Linked DNA regions of Podarcis muralis: region 1 is linked to region 2. The links are chromatin contacts, called in public Hi-C maps. All regions are on one chromosome and are shown on one strand. The core of a region is the stretch at or near the end of the contact, and the rest is flanking DNA. Distances in the headings are between cores, read along the strand shown. Region 1 holds the start of TSPAN2 (tetraspanin 2). Region 2 holds the start of SIKE1 (suppressor of IKBKE 1).

Region 1 (2,950 bases), core at 319-2,818, 200 kb before region 2:
GTCCACCTGCACCCAGAGCACTGCAATCAGGCTTGTTTCAGCCTTCTTCATCCAATAAGGCATGTTCCCTATTTGCCAAACTAAGGAGAATTGCAACAGAGTTATATTGCTGTGTGAGCCGGATTCTGTAGTCCACTGAGTGCCCTACAAACTGCCTGCATCTTTTAACTTTCCTGCCAGGGAGCCTAAAAAGTAGCTTTCCAAGAGGGCTTCCGTCCCAGATTCTTAGCTCCCCTGACGACTGGAAAAACAAATTGCAACAGAGTTAACACAGCCAACGGCAACCATCTCGCCTTCACGGGTGCTGACAAGTCAGACTGACAACCAGGAGGTTCCCTACCCACAACACAAGCAGTCATTGAGGATGCCCTGGGCTTTCCCAGGAGGTGTGGCTTAGGGCACGGGGCACTTTATTGGCAGTAAGAGAAGCATCTGGGCAGTTCAAACAGAGTCTGGGGCTGAACTGAGTGATAGTTTATAATTTTGAGACATTCTCTAATCTGGGAAACCAGTCAACCCTTCCTCAGAAATTGGGGATTTGTGGACATGCCCTCAAGTCACACAGGACTGCTGGAGCAGAGGAATGCCTGTTGTATAAATTGTTGGCTGAGTGCAGATTACACAACGTGTTTCGTGCCAGGCCTCATTCTGATTTAGATTTAGACTAATGATTTAGACTAATGGCCTCCGAATCATTACATCTCGCCTGACTCCCAAATACTCCATGATAAGGAGCACAGTTCAGTGGTTGTCTGGTTGACAACATACTTGGCATGTAGAAGGTATTTTAGGCTCACCTGGAAAGGGAAGAGCTAGGAAAGTCTGCAATTCAGAATTCTGGAGAGTGTCTGCCAGGCAGCATAGAGCATCTGTGGCTACCCTGCGGCCCTACAAATGTCACTGGACTCCAACTCCTACCAACCCCAGCCAGCATGACCAGTGATCAGTGGTGGTGGGATTTGCAGTCCAGGCCTCCCCATGTTGCGCCCATGGTGCTGAACTATAGCTCCCATCATTCCTCTCCAATGGTGTACTGGCTGCAGCCCACGGGAGTTGGAGTCCAACAACAGCTGGAAGGTCAAAGGTGATTTAAACACCTTTTTTCAACATAGTCAACATGGACAGCTACCGGGGTCATTCTGCACACAAGCAGCAGAATGAAACAGTCGGAAGAGGTGGCAGGGACTGCACCGCTTCCGACGGCAGATTGCCTTTTCCAAGGCACATATTCTGACAAGGAAGCAATGCGGAAGAAGAGCTGGGCTCGTTTTCAGCCCAGCGTGCAAGTTTTCTATTTGCAGGGAGTTGTGCGTTTGTGGGTTTCCACGTGGTTGAAATGTGGTGGTGCTTTTAAAGGGGAGGGGAGGCCGTTCTGCCACCTCGCTCTCTTGCACCTGTAGATCTGGCCGCTGTTGGGATGCGTGGCGTGAAAGCCTGGATTGGTGCCCAAACTTACTCTGGGGATCTGTTTCCACGAGCGGGGCTGAGCGACGAGGACAGGAAACTGTCGCGAATCCTGTGCTCATTTTGGACAAGAGTGCGAGGCTTCTTCCGGGACAGGGGGCCTGGGGCTGGTCTTCTTCTCCGGGCAGCTGAAGTTCAGGGCGCCTCTTTTCCTGTCCGCTGAGCCCGGGCGAGGGACCCCCGAGGCGTCTCCGGCTCCGCTCCGCGCTGCCCGCCCTGCGCGCGCTCCCTCTGCCCCGCCCGGCACCTGCCTCCTCCTCGCAGGCCCCGCCCTCGCAGCCGGGCAGCCACCGCGGGCGAAGGCGTCTGTTAGCAGCGGCGAGCTGTTGGCGAAGGAGCGTGTGGTGCCGCTGCTGCAGCTGCGAGAGAGACGCCGGCCATGGGGAGAGTGCAAGGAGGGATGCGCTGCGTCAAGTTCCTGCTCTTCATCTTCAACTTCATCTTCTGGGTCAGTGCGGGGCGATCGCGGCCGGGGAGAACGAGCCGGGGAGCAAAAGGCGATCGGGGACTACGGGGCTGTGGGAAGCAGTGGTCAAAGAAGCGGGGAGAGATTGAATGGGATTCAGAATGCCCGCGAAAGGCGAGCAGTAAAGTCTGGTGATGGGGCAGAGAGAGGCTGTTTCATAGATCGTGGAGCTGGGACCACGGGGGTCATCTAGTCCAACCCCCTGCGATGCAGGGCTCTTTTGCCCAGTGCGGGGCTCGAACTCACGACCCTGAGATGAAGAGTCTCATTCCCTGCTAACTGAGCTTTCCCGCGCCTCCACTTCATCGGGAAGAGCAAACCGAGTAAGCCTTTTGCTGTCAGCTAAGAATCTTGCTCCTTCAGGCTGCAAACCGACACGCTTACGTACGTGCTGATAAACTGTAGCACAATCCCAGCCAGTCGGTTTCTCTCTCCCCCCTTGACCATCCTTCGTTGCACAACCCCCTACTACATGCCACCCTTCATGATCTCTTGAGCCTGCTAGAGCGAAATTGCAATAACATGGGCTGGTGTGCAACCGCTCTGCCCTGCGCATCCCTCTGCTTCTGATCACGGGGAGGCTAACCTAACAGCTGCTAGATATGTGGGATACTTCAGTGGGGAAGGACAGGCTTCCTTTTTCCGTCGGATCCTCTCTTTTGTAGATACTCTCTTTCTGCAATGGCTGTTTTGTGCAATCAATTTGTGCAGCTCTCAAAGTGGGGAGCAGGCAGGTACAAACTGATCCAAAGGAAATGAAGCTGAGGTTTTCTAGTGCAAAGTGCTGTGTGAAGTTAAGTGTGTTTTGAAGGAAGCAGTGTGTTACGGATCATCTGTCATCCTCATCTAACCCATGATATCTCAGTTACAGTAAAAAAACATATTGAGTGAATGAGTTACCTTTGTTAGAGTGTCTTTTCTGCATACGATCATCTTTTGTCTTTGGGGCAGATGAGATCATCAGGCCAGAAGTGTCTGTCTCTGCAACCCTCTTGTGGGAAAATGCCTATAACTTGCAAA
Region 2 (2,700 bases), core at 72-2,571:
AATGGACTTTAAAAAAGGATCTTGGAACAACTTACAGATAATAAGTAATATAGTCACTGCTCTCAGGTTTGCCAAGTTAAAAGACAAGATCAAAATGCAAAAAAAGACATATTAGGGTAACACCTTCAGGCAACCAAAATAATGTGCAAACTTTCAAGTTCTTTTATCAGGCTAGGTTAGGGTGGGGAATCTTTTCAGCCAGACAGTTGTAGTCTCCTGGACATTCTCCAGAGAGCCATGCACCAGTGGTAAGCAGCAGAAGTCGGCAGAACATCAAATGTAAATTTTGCCATTGTACCATAGGCTGGTTTCTACACACCCTCCCTCTTGTCCATCCAGACAAGCAAGAGAAGTTCCAATCAAGCAAAAAAATACTTGGGAGTTTGAAGCAGGACCTGGATGGTAAAGAGAGTAATGGGGGAGGGAGTTGGGTGACACGGACACCACTGAATCAGCATTGGGGCACGCAAGGATAGGGAAATGAGGAGGGTGGAGGAAAACAGAAAGCTTGTGCACTAGCTACAATTCTTATAAGGACTTGCTGGAATGAAAACAGGGCAGTCAATGCAATGACTGTTACTAGATGGCAGTTAAAGGGAGGGCCAAAAAAAAAGCTAGCCTCTCAGCAGAGTTGATGGGAATAGTCCTGCTTCTTTTCTCTACTTCTGTTCCGCAGTTTGAATGACTCCAGCCGGCAGAATTTAAAGCAACATTTCATGCTGCAGATTTGACAGGCAGAAAAGGGATTGTAAACGGACAGCTAGAAGGAAGGCAGGCAGATGGGATAGGTGCGCACATGGCTGGGTAATGGCTTGCTAAAACAAATGGAATTGGAAAGCGCTGCATTTGAACTGATTTTAAAGAGCAGCACAAGCCTACACGTGCCTACTCAAAAGTAAATCCATTGCCTCCAATGCGGTCTCCCCTACCCCCCTCGATGAGCAGAGGATTCTCGCTTACAGCGCAATCCTTATACATGTCTACTCAGAAGCAAGCCCTACATGGCAAGTAGGTACAGGACTGCGGCTGTGAATAACGAAATCAAACCCACGGACGTGGTCGCGCGCAACCGATGCCTGAACCAGAACTTGACACGGAGCTTTCAAGCTACGAGGCTGCGCCTGACAACTGATCTTGAGCGTTTAGCTCCTGCTAGCGGAACCGCCGGGCCCCTTACGAGGCTGCAGGCCGGAGAGATGCTGCAGGCGCAGCCTTCCCCGGTCGCTGCTCCGCCAAAGGAACAGGACGGCTCCACCTGTTGGATTTCCGCAACCCAAAGGGGAGCCTCGGCGAAGCGCCCGCCGCCTACAACCGGAAACCGGAAGTTTCTCCGGAGAGCTATGAATTTCCCTTGACTCGGAGAGGAAGGAAACTTCATACCGGAAGCGGCGGCGGCCGGAGCGCGGAGCCTGTGACCTCTGCGCCCCCTAGTGTGCCTCGGAGCCGGGACCCTCTTCGCTGACGTCCGGAGGGAGGGAAGCCGGAGCGGGAGGCGCGGCCGGAGGGGGTAAGTAGGAGGGCGCGGACCGGGGGTCGCCTCCTGGGAAGGGCGAGGGGCTGCCTCGGGGTCTCCCGGGACTGGGAACGGCCGCAATGCTATGTTGCCTCCTTTCTCCCATTCACTCCATGTTGGACGCGGAAGGTGCTGCCACTAAAACCGGACCCTGCTTGTCTGCCCTTCCTAGGGCACAGACCTCCCTAGAGCACACAGAGTGGAGCTTGGGGCACCCATGTCGTGTGGCCAGTTCTGTGTCCCAGCCTCCTCTAGTGCTTTCGTACCTCCGCCCTCCCAAAAAACACCCCACCGTAATATTTATTTATTACATTTATGTGGTGTACCTGGTTCTCCTCTTCTCTGCTTCATCCTCTCCACAACCCTGTGAGGTAGGTTAGGCTAAACGATGGGGAGTGGCCCAAGGCCATCCAGTGAGCTTCATGGCTGAGGGGGGATTCGAACCCTGATCTCCCAGGTCCTGGTCCAACACTCTTAACCGTTACACCACATATTTCAAAGCCTCACATACTCTGAGCCTGGCTTTGATAGCTCTTGAATCTTAACCCGATCCGTTCTCCTTTCAGTTCCCTGACAATGGCCTGTACTATAGAGAAGATCCTGACCGATGCAAGGACCCTGCTGGAAAGGCTGAAAGACCACGACAACGCAGCTGAGTCTCTCATTGACCAGTCTACCATGTTGCACAAGCGGGTTGTGTCCATGAAGGAGGCCGGCACGCCTCTTTCGCACAAGGTGAGTACGGACCCAGCAGTGTCAGCGTGAAAACGTGGGTCGGGGTGAGTGGAATGTTGTATGGATATTATTAGACTGCTCTGGGTTCACATGGACCATCTTTCCTTTACAAGTATCAAGAGGACGGAGCTGAGCTGAAGGACATGTCTAAATACAAACCTCATATTCTGCTATCTCAGGAGAACACTCAGATCAGAGACTTGCAGCAGGAAAACAGAGGTGAGCATTGTGTTAGCGAGGTAACTATGAGCCCTCAAGTGACTTGTTTGGCTGCAAGGGTTAACCAGAACATAATGCAAGCCTGCACCACTGATGGTTGTCTTGAACTGAAGGATGTAAAGAGCATCCATGCCTGTGTGGTCTAGTCACAGCTCTAAACAGGATTAGTCCTTGGATATGGTTGCTCATTTCACAAGCACCCTAATCCTAAACATACATACTTTAAGTTCTAT

What was found. Hi-C and Micro-C count contacts between places; a contact is called where the count stands out from the background.
Region 1: a contact with region 2 is called in a Hi-C map of tail, with 2.2 times the contacts expected there. The contact joins the promoter of TSPAN2 here to the promoter of SIKE1 in region 2. A contact is called at or near these places in 2 of 3 Hi-C or Micro-C datasets (blood and tail).

The regions. Positions count from the first base shown.
Region 1 is chr5:68,159,320-68,162,269 of rPodMur119.hap1.1, reverse strand. It overlaps TSPAN2 (tetraspanin 2), which reads left to right and starts at 1,568. Exons shown (of 8, transcript XM_028734610.2): 1 at 1,568-1,912. The coding sequence starts at 1,844.
Region 2 is chr5:67,960,141-67,962,840 of rPodMur119.hap1.1, reverse strand. It overlaps SIKE1 (suppressor of IKBKE 1), which reads left to right and starts at 1,321. Exons shown (of 6, transcript XM_028734579.2): 1 at 1,321-1,507; 2 at 2,080-2,248; 3 at 2,362-2,467. The coding sequence starts at 2,090.